Regions from separate parts of the Mus musculus genome. Here region 2 is linked to region 1. Evidence: chromatin contacts called from public HiChIP or PLAC-seq data. All regions are on one chromosome and are shown on one strand. Each heading gives the region's core, a stretch centred on a gene start, on an enhancer-like site or on the middle of the called end of the contact. The rest is flanking DNA. Distances are from core to core; before and after follow the strand shown.

Region 1 (7,367 bases), core at 1,640-4,139:
CAGACACACCAGAAGAGGGTATCAGATCCCATTACAGATGGTTGTGAGCCACCATGTGGTTGCTGGGAATTGAACTTTGGACCTCTGGAAGAGTAGCCAGTGCTCTTAACCACTGAGCCATTTCTCCAGCCCTGCTCATTTTATTTTATCATCTCAATAGAAAAGAAACTGATACACCATCTATGTATCATGCATACACTCTTTCCCTATTGCTGGCCGGGGACTCAGAGACAGCCTTGCTGCAGGATTGACTCTTGGAGATCTACAAGAAGCAACTCCCATTTGCTTTCTGGGCCTGTCTCCCCAGAGCCACTAACATGTTGTCTGTGTGTGGCATTGGAGCCTGAACTCCGCAGAGTCTCACTGTGCTGTGATTTGCTTTTTGGCCTACGGTATTAATGACTCTTCTAATTAACTTCTTACTAAAGACTGTCTCAGTATCTCCCTTGAAACCCACATCAAAGACCTTTAAAAAAAAAAAAGGCAACTCCAAAGAGCCATGTGCTTAAGAAGAACCTTGTGATGTTGAGCTCATGGCTCAACATAGACTGCCGAAGGGATAAACAGCATGAACTTTGTGTTTGTGGTATACACAATACCCAGCCTCCTTGTGAACATTGATACTCTCCTACTCTGCCATCCTCAGATGCTGGGACGACATGCAAGCTACACCTCATACCCCCTATAATTTGTATTAGATCCTTGATACATTTCTAATTATGTTTTTCCTACACTTGAATTGAGTTGGCTCACTGAGCCATTTGTCATGTTTATTCAGATGAAGGGAACAACCAAATGGGCCCCCTTCTGCCTCCTCGGATCACAGCCTCTCAGGACCTTTTCTCACTGAATAGGACTGTGCTGCAGTAATTATCCCTTCCAAGTGACATGTCACACCTTTCAGGTATATCTACAAACCAACCTTTTCTCCCTTCTGTCAAGTGACTCTCCATGGATTGGGGAGGTCTGATGATGATGTGTGGAAGCATTGGGGATAAGTTCTGTGCAAGAGAACGCCATATAAAATTCACTTGTACCTTTGAGTCCTTGTTTTATCTTATTAATTATTGCATGTGACACAGGAAGAGCATTGTATAGTCCAATTTTTTCTCTTGAGATAGGTTTTTGTAGGGGGTTGGGCTGGTGCTGCTTAGTATTTGCATGCTGAACTCTATATTCTAATATCTGGTTGCCCCACTTATCTCTGGTTAGTTAATAGAAGTTGCTGACAGTTTAGTTAGGCAGAGAGAGGTAAGTGGGGCAAGGGTTCTAGGGTTCTAGGACTTGGGGTCTCAGGCAGGGACCATGGGGAGAATGATGATGAGGAGGAAGATGAGGAGAAAGAAGAAGAGGAGGAAGAGGAGGGGGGAAAGAGGAAGAGAAGGAGGAGAAGGAGGAGGAGGGAAGAGGAAGGAGGAGGAGGAGGGAAGAGGAGGGGGAGGAGGAGGAGGGAAGAGGAGGGAGGAGGAGGAGGGGGAGGAGGAAGAGGGAAGAGGAGGGAGAAGGAAGAGGAGGAAGGAGGAGGAGGAGGAGGAAGAGGAGGAGGAAGAGGTAGTCACCATGTGGATTGTGAGCACATGACCATGAGAGGCTACCCTGATGGAACATGGCAAGTGATATCTTGGGGATTACCACAGGGAAAATAGCATAGAGAGTTGATATCTCCCCAGCCCTAGTGCATTTAAGCTTATCATCAATCTAAAGGTTTCTGTGTCTTCTTAAAAATTAATTAATTTATTTTACATGAGTACACTGTAGCTGTCTTCAAAGAGGGCATCAGATCCCATTACAGATGGTTGTGAGCCACCATGTGGTTGCTGGGAATTGAACTCAGGACCTCTGGAAAAGCAGTCAGTGCTCTTAAACACTGAGCCACCTCTCTAGCCCTAGTGAGTCTCTATGAAGAAAAGAATATTGAAAATTATGAGAAATGTTACTGGATCTTGAATGTTTAAAGTAGAAATGACTCGGTTTCTATTTTACTCTAGTTACTCAGTGGAAGCAGCCTTAGGTCATCGGAAGCTTGACATAGTCACTCAGCAGTATTCACAAGGTGGCATTGTTATTGCCAACCTGAAAAACAAAAAAACAAAAGCTAGTTTTTGGTTCTGCTTACACAAAGTAATCCACTCCTCACTCATGCTTTGCAGAAATAAAATACCCTGGAAATTAAACTACAAACAAACATAGGGCCCTGAAGCCATACATGGAAGGATTGTCCAGATACCTATATGACAATAGAGATGGGTTTTGGGGGACTGATCATTGGGGTTTCTGCATGTTGCTTATGTGAGGTAGACAGGGCACTGCAGATGTCTCCCTCCTCTGCAGAAGCAAGCAGTCCACCCCAACCCCAGTTCTCTAGTCATGTGCTGATATCAAAGTTGATCAGAATTAATCTTTCCCATTTGGAAAAGGCGAACATGTGTCTGAATTTGCTAGACAACGTTGGAGCTGAGGTTCCATTCTCTGCATAAATCAGGCAGGGTGTGCATACCCCACCAGGGTGGCATTAGTGGTCAGCTGAGCCTCTGTCCCCATAGACTTGATAGGGAACTAATGCTCACTGAGAGGCAGTATAAAGGCTAGTTTCAAATTAGGCCTCACTCCTCCAACTCCTGTCTTCAAGACCCTCTGGGAAGCTGAACATTTTTCTTTGGCACAACAAGGAAACAGAACAGAGTTGATGTTTGGTTTGCCTCTTCTCTGGTATCAGTGCTAAGCAGAACGGACCTGACTCTCCTGTCCTTCTAGTGTAGCAATGGTCTGATCCAGCTTTCAGTTTTATCTCTTCCTTCTCCACTTGAAAGACAGTAAGGTTATCCAGGGAGCTGATCACACAATTGAGTGCAGAGTCAGTAAGGTTACTGTATGAGTCAGTGTCCCAATTTACCAGGAAGGTGACTGTGGGAGAGGGAGGGTTTGAACTTTCACCCCACCCTCTGCAGCAATGCAACATGAGTCAGGCCCATTTTTTTATTTTTCCAACCAGGATAGTTTGGAGAAGCTGAACCAGGAAGCTGAACAAACATACCTACCTGATCTTTGAGCTATACCTATTAAAGGCAACTAGAACCCACAGCCTCGCTCTGTAGGATACAGAAAAGACTGTGTTACACCAAGAATCAGCAAAATCACAAGGAGAAGGAGAAACAGTCTGTAGATAGCAATGACAAAGTAAATAAGAGAAGAAGAAGAAGAAGAAGAAGAAGAAGAAGAAGAAGAAGAAGAAGAAGAAGAAGAAGAGGAGGAGGAGGAGGAGGAGGAGGAGGAGGAGGAGGAGGAGGAGGAGGAGGAGGAAGAGGAAGAGGAAGAAGAGGAAGAAGAGGAAGAAGAGGAAGAAGAGGAAGAAGAGGAAGAAGAGGAAGAAGAGGAAGAAGAGGAAGAAGAAGGAGAAGAAGGAGAAGGAGAAGAAGAAGAAGAAGAAGAAGAAGAAGAAGAAGAAGAAGAAGAAGAAGAAGAAGAAGAAGAAGAAGAAGAAGAAGAAGAAGAAGAAGAAGAAGAAGAAGAAGAAGAAGAAGAAGAAGTTGTTTAAAAATACTTCTCAGGACCAGGAACATAGTTCAGCTGGTAGAGTGAATGCCTAGCATAGACTAAGTCCCTAGGTTGATCTCTAGTACCCAATTAAAGCTGGGTGTGGGTGCATGCCTATCATAACATCACTTAGGAGGTGGAGACTTCAAGGAGGATAACTCAGCTACACAGTGAGTTTGAGGTCATCCTCCACCTCCTCCCCCCACACCCCAAAGAATTATAAAAAGAAACATGATGGAAGTGAGAAAACTGAAAAATAAATAAATAAATAATAAATAAATAACCTACTGGATGATCTCACAGTGGATATAATAGACTAGAGAACAGTCAATAAACCTGAAGACGGGATGCTAGAATCCATCCAATGTGAAGCAGACAAATAACTAAAGGAAAAACAATAGCAACAGCCAAGGGAGCCAGGCAATGGTGACATATTTACTTCTGTGTTGGTTCAGACCCAGAGGGGAGAGCAAGTGGGACTGAAACACATTCGAAAAAAATAATGGCTCAAGCATTTCAAATCTTGGAAAAAGAATAAATCTACAGATTCAAGCTTAGTGGCTTAGTTGCTAGAGTGCTTGCCTAGCACATGTATGTGACCACTGTGCCGGGAGACAGCTCTAGGGAGCAAATGCTCTGTAGTTCTGACCAGGGTTAGTGTGCACCTCAGTTGAGTAGCCTTCTTGGAATGTTGTCCTTTGGCAAATTCCCTCTTTGACATCATTCAGCCCATAGCAAAGCCTCTCCCTCTTCCTTTCTGCTGGAAAGTGATACGAAGTGAGAGCCATCAACCCAACACAGACTGCATGGGGATCTCAATGGCCAGAGGTGATTCTTTATTTTGACTTGTGAATGAACTATATCTGGCAGATTTCAGGAGAATAAATCCTGGGTTACAGTCATTCCTTTATAAAGTTATCTAAGGACCCTCTGTTTTCCCTTCCCCATCTTCTGTATCACCCACCCCAATGTACTACATAATTATAAATCTGTTGCCTATAAAAATAATCCATGCTGGTTATTTTACCTTGCTGGCCTCAAGTGTTCCACTCACTTTGGCCAAGTAACTGAGGGGATGAAGGTCATGCAACCACCATGCCTGACTTGTGTGTCGATACTTTTGTTGTTTGGGGTTTTACTGCTGCTGCTGTTGTTGTTTTGTTTTGGGGGTCACTCATAGATTCACCAGTGTGAGTTGGGGAGGGGTGATTTTGTACATTGTATATTCAGATGATGATTTCTGTACCGCAGAAATCTGGCTGTAGTCTGGATTTGGCATTGTCATGAGTATTAAAGCATCTCCCTCCTGTCTCAATGTTGTGTAAAATTTGTTCTCTAGCACCTCTGACTGGTTAATAAAGAGCTAGCTGATCAGCTTATATGTGAGTAGAAGAGGTAAGTCGGGACTTCCAGTCTCATTCAGAGGGTGTCCCGGGTGGAAAGAGTCACAACAAAGTCACTGTGGGAGAGTTCCCCATCAGTCGCCATGGATGGAGCAGGAACAGCCAGGGTAAGACTAAGGGTAAGACTAATATAATAGAGCACATGGCTGGGAAGTAGCCATCATAGTGAGGTTAGAATAGATGAGCATCTGCCCAGCTATAGTGCAAGAAGCTCATTAATAAATGTAACAGGTCTTCATGTCATTATTCAGGAACAAGGGAGGCATACAAAAGCCTCAAATAATACTTTTATAGTCTGGGCATGCATAAATTTTTAACAAAGAAGAGGTTTTATTCAGACACTGGTGCCAGCTACTCATGGCACCAGGACTGCAGCTGAGAGGCTTTCCAGATAAAGGTCCGAATTACATTCATCAAAAGTTTTATAAAGGCAAAACTCACAAGGCTACGTATGTCCTGCCTTTGTGCAATGAGGGGCAAGAACACATATTGACATACATCTTGCTTACATGTAATCAAGCAACACATCCCACCTGCATGCAGCCAAGCACACATCCAGCTTATAAGCAGTCAGGGCAAGCAAGCTTGTTGACAGAAGCCAAAACAGGTGGTTTGTTATTTTACATAAATAAGATAGGGCAATTATAAGGACAGTCCCCAGCATTCCAGAAAGTTCTCTGTCCTTGGACAAGCAGGACTTACAGGTTAGAGACATTTTTATTTTATAGTACTCTAAGTACAGTAATTTTAAACTTTTAAACATAATGTTCATCATCACATTTACCCCTTGACCCTGTGAGGGATACCTGTTCATATTTGTTTGTGATCTCAAGACAAGGCACTGAGGTGCATATCTTACATATCAAAGCAGACCTAGCCTCTAGGTTTTCCCAGCATCCCTCAGTCCCTACCTGGCATACTGTCCCCAACCCTGAACTTTCCAGTCCAGGGGCTGGGCTGTCCTTCCCCTAGAACTTCTTACCCATCTATACAATCCAGACATTTTGCCTCTCTCTCTCTCTCTCTCGCTCTCTCTCTCTCTCTCTCCCCTTCTCTCCTTTCTCTCTCTCACCCTCAGTTTCTTGCTTTCTCTCTCTGCATGCATACACTATTTCTTTCTCTCTCTTCTCCTGCTCCTCTCTCTGCATTCCCATGGTGACTTCCCTGACCTCCTCCCTTGGAGCCAGTGAACTTGCCTGCCTGAGAACAGCTTCCCTATAAACTTGTATTTAATATAATCTAATCTGAAATTGGCTCATTTCATGGACAGAGAAATAACTTATCAATTGGGATTTAATAACCATCAACTTAATGACACTGTCTTAGCTTGAGTTTCTATTGCTGTGATGAAACAGTACGATGGGGAGGAAAGGGCTTATTTGGCTAACATTTCCACAGCACTGTTCATCATTGGAGGAAGCCAAGACAGGGATTCAAGCAGGACAGGTAACTTGGAGACAAGAGCTAATGCAAGAGGTCATGGAGGAGGATGCTTGCTGGCTTGCTTCTCCTGGCTTACTCAACCTGCTTTCTTACAGAATCCAGGACCACCAGCCCAGGGATGACACCATCCACAATGGGCTGGGCCCGCCTATATTGATCACTAATTGATAAATGCCTTAAGACTGGATCTCATGGAGGCATTTCCTCAACTGAGACTTCTTCCTCTCTGATGACTGTAGCTTGTGTCAAGTTGGCACAGAACCAGCCAGTATGGACACCCAGATGGGACTTTATACATCTACTTAAGGCATCAATGGTGCATGGGCCAGCAGTAATCAGCAGGAGCAAAAGTTCTTGGGGTCCTGTAACAGCTGACAGCACAGTTATCGGCAGGGAGGAACCTAAAAATGAGAATGCGAACCAATTGCTTGCCCCATTTTGGGTCTTTTCTCTTCTGAGACTTTTATATTTTCTGAAGTACAGCCAAATTATCTCTAATGATTTCCAAGTGATTTGCATAGAAACAACAATTTTCTTTTTTGTGTGTGTGTGTATGTGTGTGTTTCTGTGTGTAAGTGTGAATGTGTGTCTATGTCTGTCTATGTATATATATGTGTGTGACTATATGTGTGTGTTTGTGTGTTCATGTATATGGAGGTCAAATACAACCACAGGTGTCATAATACCTCAAGAACCATTTGTACCCCTTTTTTGTTGTTGTTTTGTTTTTTTAAGAATTATTTTGTAAAGATTTGTTTATTTTATTATATAATAAGTACACTGTAGCTGTCTTCAGACAGACAAGAGGGCGTCAGATCTCATTACGGATGGTTGTGAGCCACCATGTGGTTGCTGGGATTTGAACTCAGGACCTTTGGAAAAGCAGTCGGTGCTCTTATTCACTGAACCATCTCACAAGAAAACAATTTTCTTTTAAAGCTGCACAATATCCTCCTCATGCAGGTCCAGCGCCCTATCATATGGTAG
Region 2 (7,367 bases), core at 3,530-6,029, 83 kb after region 1:
ACAATTGAATTTAAAATATTTATTTTATTCTATGCGTATAATTGCTTTACCTGAACATATGTATATGTAACCATGTGTACATCTGGTGTCCACAGAGGTCAGAAGAGGCATCATATTCCCTGGAACTGGAATTACTTCATGAGTCACAACGTGGGTGCTGGAAACTGAACTTGGGCTCTCTTCTTAACCACTGAGCCACCACTCCTGTCCTGTTTTAAAAGTTTCAAGTTAATTTATAATGAACATATTCAGGAGTTTCTGATATTTTGTGTGTCAGGTAGTACTACATCCTTAGTGGTTGGGATGACTTGGGGTGACAAGGGAATGAAGAAAGGACCCATGTGCAGACACACAGACACACTGTTGAAAGCTGGGGTTGGGTGGGTTACACTACTTGGATGGAGTGCACCTACTACGGGATAACCCAGAACCTCAAGGGGTTTATCATGTACAGCAGTATTAGCCAGTCTTGGTAGGAGGTCTCTGTAGGCCAGCAGTCTCAGGCTGTAAACATTCAGGAGAGGGAGGCTGTAGTTGCTAGTTTTTGCACACATTTAAACTCAGACCAGAGAAAGGCTTTGCATCCATCTGGGTCTGACTCCGAAGGGGAAGTCTTTGCCATTCCCACAGGTGTGAGACACTGAGTCCTTGGCATGGCCGTGTCTGTGTCAATAATATACATTAACTCGGGACTTTATCCACTCCTTACATGTTCATCCACTCAGGGATTCTTTTGCTCCTATATGCCTGCATCTGGGTCAGAGTTAGCTTTCATGAACATGCACTCATTAGGGATGAGGCAATTGTGCACTATTTTATTTTATTTTATTTTATTTTATTTTATTTTATTAAGACACTGTGTAGGGGGCTGGAGAGATGGCTCAGCGGTTAAGAGCACACTGACTGCTCTTCCTAAAGGTCCTGAGTTCAAATCCCAGCAACCACATGGTGGCTCACAACCATCTGTAATGAGATCTGACATTCTCTTCGGGTGCATCTGAAGACAGCTATAGTGTACTTACATATAATAATAAATAAATCTAAAAAAAAAAAAAGACACTGTGTAGCTTGATACTCTCTTTGAAGGACCAGCCTGGCCTTGAGCCCACAGAAATCTGTTTGCAGAAATCTGAGTGCTGGGATTTAAGGCACCACCACCCCTGGAGGATAATTTCACTTACTTTCAAAGAAACAATAAATACTGATTACAAATTGCTTCTTTAATTTTTTTATTACATTTTAACTTATGTATTCATCGATGTTGGCTCACACCATAGCACATGTGTGGAGGTCAGAGATCAGCTTGAAGGATTCAATCTCTCCTTCTATCATGTGGGCCTGGGGATGGAACTCAGGTTGACAGGTTTGGTGGCACTCACCTTTACCTGCTGAGCCGTCTCACTGGATCCTTCTCTCTCTCTCTCTCTCTCTCTCTCTCTCTCTGTCTCTCTCTGTCTGTCTGTCTCTCTCATTCTCTGTCTCTCTCTCTGTCTGTCTCTCTCATTCTCTGTCTCTGTCTCTGTTTCTCTCTGTCTCTCATTCTCTGTCTCTCTCTGTTTCTCTCTCTCTGTTTCTCTCTCTGTTTTTCTCTCTGTTTATCTCTCTGTGTTTTTCTCTCTCTGTGTTTCTCTCTCTGTGTTTTTCTCTCTCTCTCTCTCATATAAAGAAACAAAGCAGAATGACTAAGGAACAGGCAGGTGATAAACGCTGTTCTGAGTTCTGTCTGCTTAGGCCTTCCATGCTTCAGACACTAGGTGTCAGCAGAACACCTTGCCTTTCTCTGATCTCTACTGCCAGTCAGGACAGTACTTTTTTTTTTCTTCTTTTAATTAAATGTATTTTTTGTTTGTTTTTTTGACAGTTTCATACAATGAGTACTGTATTTACATCATTTCATCTCCAATTTCTTCTGTCTCCTCTTACTCCCTCTTAAATTCATGACCTCTTCTTTAATTATTATTGTTACACATATACACATATGTACATGAGCGTGCGCACACGCACACACACACACAAACTCATTTAGTTTTGCTTATATGTATAGGAGTGACCAATTGGACTGGATAGCCTATTAGGGGACTTCTCCCTGGAGAAAACTGATTTCCCTTCTTTCTTAGAATTCTCTCAGCTACTGAGACATTGAACTCTGTAGTACAGGCTGGTTTTGAACTCATGATCTTTCTGCCTTTCAGCATCCCAAAGTGCTGAAATCACAGGCTGCACTACCTGGAAGGGGGCTGATGATGCTTTCTGTTTTTAAGTATAAGAAGTTTTTCTTTCCCTTTAAAAACTCTTTTAGAACTTTATACATATTCAGCTCACGATACTGACATCCGTTGACAGTGAAAGGGAAGTTATTGCCTCAGGACCCCAAATTCTTAACACGAAGATTTATTTACCCCAGAGGGCAGGGGATAAGAGACAAAGACAGGAGATAGAGGACGAAGGAGAAGAGGGGGAGAGGAGGCAAGTATATTTGTCCCAGGATGACAAAGGACTGCTTTTGGATAGAGAAAAGACAGACATGGCCCATAGGCAAATGGTGGTTTATAAAGGTAAAGGGAAAAACCCATATTAGGATGGGGTGTTTAATTTTAATTGGACATGTTAATTAGGTGAGCCAAAGGGGGCTTTTAATTCCCGACTTTAATACTTTGATAGCTGGACACTGGTAGCAGCCTCAGGAGGAAGAATTGGCCAAGAAGGAACCAGACCTTGGTGGCTTGCTTTAGGAATGTAATTTAACTTTTTTTTTTTTTTTAGCAAGGCAGAGGGAATTGAGAAGAAGGGCAAGGCAAGTGGGCCAATGTCCCTTTGGAAAGCGGAAAGGCTTCAGCAAAGGTCTGGAACTCACAATATTGGGTGAGACAAACTTTTCAAAGAGAATAGTCTTGTCTAATCCCAGGACTTGGGAGTCAAAGGCAGGTGGACATCTGTGAGTTTGAGGCCAGCCTGGTTTACAGAGTGAGTTTCAGGTCAGCTAGAGTAATACTGTGTGGCCCCTGTCTCAAACAATAAACAAACAAACAAACAAAACCCCAGTGTATTAGTTTTGGATATCAATGCTACAATCTCCTTAATTCAGAGGTAATTAGCCAATGAAAGCTACACTCAGCATACAATCAAGGATAAGCTCAAATTCCTGGGCTTCTGCCCCCTCACGCTCCCTCTACCCCCTAGTCCACACTTGGATTTCCTTTTTCTGATTTAAACCTAGGCGTAGTGTGTGCCACAGGTATGGCAAAAACTTTCACTTATCTCATTCCCTGAGAAGAGGGTCCCACAGCCAGTCCATAGAGCCTGGCTAGTTTCATATTCTATTTAAAAGTTTCGTTTCTTTTGGGTTTGAGAAAGTCTCACACTGTAGCTCAGGCTGGCCTGGAACCTGAGGCAATCCTCCTGCAACTCCTAGTCTCTCTAGTATTGGGATTGTAGGGAGTGAGCAACCACCCCTGAAACACTTTTTAACAAACGCACACAAAAGTGGTAATTTCTTGGCATCCTTGCCTTCCCACGTTAGTGTAGGTTCTTCTCCCCTCTCTTCTGTCTTGATTTCTCCACAGCTTTACCATGTTAGCAGGTAACCTTGTCCATACTGGCTTCGTACTTGAGATTCTCTTCGTCTTGGCCTGCTGGATACAAGAGTTATAGTCAGAACAACTGTATCAGGTTTATCATCTACGTTCCTGATAGTAATCATCCTAAAGGGTGTAAGATATCTTATTGTGGTTTGATTTCATTTTTCCTAATTAGTAGGGGTGCTGGTCGTCATCTCATATACTTGTGGACACCTCTCTCTATTTTGAGATAAGGTCTCTTATTAAGCAGGATGCATCGCACTGTGTAGATTAATAAGACCCTGTCAAGTACTGGGACGGCAGATGTGATTTAGAGCAACCAACATAGGTGGTACAGGGAGTCGAACCAAAGGCTTTTGTTCACTCTAGGCAAGCACCTCACCAAAGGAGCTTTATCGTCAGTGCTAGTAAGCTTTTTAAAAAAGGTACTTGGATTCATGATGCCCTTTGGGGACCAAAGACCCAAGTGATTCTCCATGTGATGGTTTGTATATGCTTGGGCTAGGAAGTGGCACTATTAGCAGGTGTGGTCTTATTAGAGTAGGTGTATCACTGTGGAAGTGGGTTTTAATACTCTTGCTGTCTGGAAGCGAGTCTTCTCCGAGCAGCCTGCAGTTGAATATGCTCCTCCTGCAACATACCTGCCTGGATGCTCCATGCTCCCTCCTTTGATAACAAAGGATGAATTTTTGAACATGTAAGCCAGTCCCAATTAAATGCTGTCCTTATAAGAGTTACTTTGGTCATGGTGTCTGTTCACAGCAGTAAAATCCTAACTAAGACACTCCACGACTCAGCTCTGTGCTTGTCTGCAACAATGATTTGCGTCAGTTACAAAGAGGCCTAAATGTAGAGAGCGGCTGAGTGAGTGCCTGCCACCTGATACTCTTGCTGGTTTCTGGAAGTCTTCCACCAGATCCACCTCCCTACCAGAGGCTCCGCCTCTGGGCGAATGAACACACCCTTTACATGCGTAGCCCTGCCCCTCTCAGCCCCACGCACCAGCGTTTCTTGTCACGTGGTGCTATGGCCACGTCCTGGAGCGTTAGATTACGATAGAGTGACTGCCGAAGGCTGCGGAAAGGTGCTGCCTAGAGGGGATGCAGATTCCTGACTGAGCTCAGCACTGGTCTTTCCGGTCACGTGCTTTACGGAGCAGCTGCTAGACGCGTTATTGCTAGGCAACGCTTGCAGGAGCCTATGCTGGATCCCTGTAGAGTAGGATCTGGGCACCGCGGGCCGACATGGACCAGTATTGCATCCTCGGTCGCATCGGGGAGGGCGCCCACGGCATCGTCTTCAAAGCCAAGCACGTAGAGGTGAGACCATGCCGCACGTGCAGTCCGAGGGATGCCCACTGCGCTCCCTCTGCAGTCTTTCCGTGTAGAGATCTGCTAGCGCGCGCGGGCGCGCCTCAGAGGTCTCTTTAGGATACTTGGCGGGGTCCCATCTGTGGCGATCCCGCTTCCAGCGGCCGGACTGCGGGAGCGCGACCCCTGGCGGTCGGTTCAGATCTTCCCGACTTAGGGGCGGGTCTCTGTGGGGTGTCTCGCTCCTGGGGTGTTCTCTCCCTGCCCCTACCTTGCCAAAGGTCTCTGGCAGTGTCGGCACTCTTTCCTGCACAGACTGGCGAGATCGTTGCCCTCAAGAAGGTGGCCTTGCGGCGGCTGGAGGATGGTATTCCTAACCAGGCCCTCAGAGAAATCAAGGCTCTGCAGGAGATAGAGGACAGTCAATATGTGAGTGGGGCTGGGCTCAGGTGGTCATGCAGGGCTCGGGTGAACAAGACCGGTGGCAGGTTCCAAGACAGCAGCTTCTCGACCACTTTCATTCATTTCCATCCCTCTCTACTCACCAGTATACACTTTAAAGGAGTCCTTTCTAATCCCCATTCTGCCCCCTCCTGCTTACTCCTTATTTATGCTCCCAGATCCACTCTCACCTGAGTACTTAACCCTCCCATTCTCTCTCATTTACACACCCATTGCTCATATGTTTATGCATCCCCCCCCCTTTAACTATTGTGTGTGTTTCTTTTTGTTTTCTCCTTTCCTTCCTATACCTGCTCTCCCACCTTCCTTATGCTAGACAGGTGCTGGGCCATTAAATTATGCCCCTAACCATGCTGACTTCTCAGCAGTTTGCACCCGTTGAGCCCCTACTTTGTTCTGAAGGATATCTTAAAGACTTTCATGTGTGGTCACCCTCCGTTCACCCTGCTTTTCTCTCTTTCTTTCTTCCTTTCTTCCTTCCTTTCTCTTTCTCTCTCTTTCTCTCTCTCTCCCTCTTTCTTTCTTTCTTTCTTTCTTTCTTTCTTTCTTTCTTTCTTTCTTTCTTTCTTTCTTTCTTTCTTTCTTTCTTTCTTTCTTTCTTTCTTTCTCTTCAGGGTCTTTGTTAAGCACAGGGGAATGCTTGGCTTTTATCATCAGCTCATGGGTCTGCAGCTGAGTGACACTGCCAGAATGCCCCTGGGGCCTCCTAAAAATTCTGGCCTGTACACAGCACTAGTGACACTGAGGAATTGGTCTCAGTCTGATTCCTGAGAGCTTATGTGTGATGGAATCAGTTTGTGTGCTCCTGTATTGTGAAGTGTAGTGGTGTGTGCCTCAAAATTTACTGCAGATGAGATATGTGTTCATACCTCATCTTTATAACATGAGATATGTGTTTATATATGTGTACTGTGTGTAACATGTGTACTGTCTGAATGTAGGTGTGTATTTTTATTTGTTCCAATGCTGGTTTACTGCCAAAATAAAACCTTCACTAAGGTGGTTCCTTTTTGTTGTTGTTGAAAATAAAAGGGCTTTCCAGGCAGCTTATGTGTGGGACAGGTGGTTCAAGACCCATAAGGATGCTGATGATTGACAGCCGTCCTGACGTTGCCATTTTACCTGGTTAATTAATTTATATTTAACTTTATGCGTAGGAACATTTTGCATGTGTTTATGTGTGTGTACTGTGTGTGTGCCTTGTGCCCATTGAGGCCAGAAGAGGGCATCATATTCCCTGGAACTGGAGACGGATGGTTGTGAGCCACTATGTGGATGCTGGGAACCAAATCTGGGTCCTCTCCAGGAGCGTCAAGTACTCTTAACCATTGAACTGTCTCTCTAGTCCCAAGTTTTCATTAAAAAAAAAACAAAAACAAAACCAAACAAAAACCAAAAAACTAGGGGATGGGGAAATGGCTTGGTGGGAACTGTTAATCCAGGTGAATGTCAGGTGGGTGCGATACTCCACCTGTGAGTCCAGTACTTATAAGGTACTGGACAGGAGACCCCTGGAGCAAGCTGGTTAGTCAGATTAGTGTATTGGGAAGGCTCTGAATTCAATAGGAATACATTGCCTCGACACATAATGTAGAGAGCAATTAAAGAGAAGACTCAGGGCTGACCAGATGGCTCAGTGGTTAAGAGCACCAACTGCTCTTCCGAAGGTCCCGAGTTCAAATCCCAGCAACCACATGGTGGCTCACAACCATCCATAACGAAATCTGATGCCCTCTTCTGGAGTATCTGAGGACAGCTACAATGTACTTACATATAATAAATAAATAAATCTTTAAAAAAAAGGAGAGAAGACCCATGACTTCAGCCATGGGTACATCCAAACACACAGATGCATGCAAAAAACATGGAGTAGATTTGTCCCCAGTCTTTCTATCTTCTTCACTAGCTACCTCTTCTTAGGCATCCCTTCAGGAACTAGCATCCATATAGGTTGCAGGAGCACGGGACAGAATAGACATGTTCATCCCCTAAAGGATGTACTACTATTCAGCTGGAC

What was found. HiChIP or PLAC-seq counts read pairs in DNA pulled down with a chosen protein or histone mark.
Region 2: an H3K27ac HiChIP or PLAC-seq map of trophoblast stem cells shows a contact between it and region 1, with 3 times the contacts expected there. The contact joins the promoter of Cdk20 here to the enhancer-like site in region 1. A contact is called at or near these places in 21 of 39 promoter capture datasets (the 3T3-L1 cell line, the C10 cell line, the HPC-7 cell line and 12 more), 1 of 15 datasets of contacts at CTCF or cohesin (CD8 T cells), 31 of 484 Hi-C or Micro-C datasets (the 3T3-L1 cell line, 3T3-L1-derived adipocytes, the C10 cell line and 16 more), 25 of 115 datasets of contacts at active chromatin or transcription factors (the NIH/3T3 cell line, bone marrow-derived macrophages, craniofacial prominence and 15 more) and 3 of 9 other capture datasets (adipose tissue, liver and pancreatic islet).

What each region holds. Positions count from the first base shown.
Region 1 is chr13:64,346,747-64,354,113 of GRCm38.p6, forward strand. No RefSeq gene overlaps it. Among named protein-coding and RNA genes, the nearest start is that of Gm31128, 6.6 kb to the left of the region's middle. Within about 2 kb of position 2,890, at least 24 of the 459 cell types and tissues checked have an H3K27ac peak or open chromatin away from gene starts, as enhancers often do. A contact at or near this core is called in the NIH/3T3 cell line, intestinal crypt epithelium, trophectoderm and 1 more, where this site is marked.
Region 2 is chr13:64,427,774-64,435,140 of GRCm38.p6, forward strand. Cdk20 (cyclin-dependent kinase 20) reads left to right here and starts at 4,780. Exons shown (of 8, transcript NM_053180.2): 1 at 4,780-4,897; 2 at 5,204-5,317. The coding sequence starts at 4,823. It overlaps 1700015C15Rik (a long non-coding RNA gene), which reads right to left and starts at 4,663. Exons shown (of 3, transcript XR_873594.1): 1 at 4,581-4,663; 2 at 3,478-3,632; 3 at 183-209.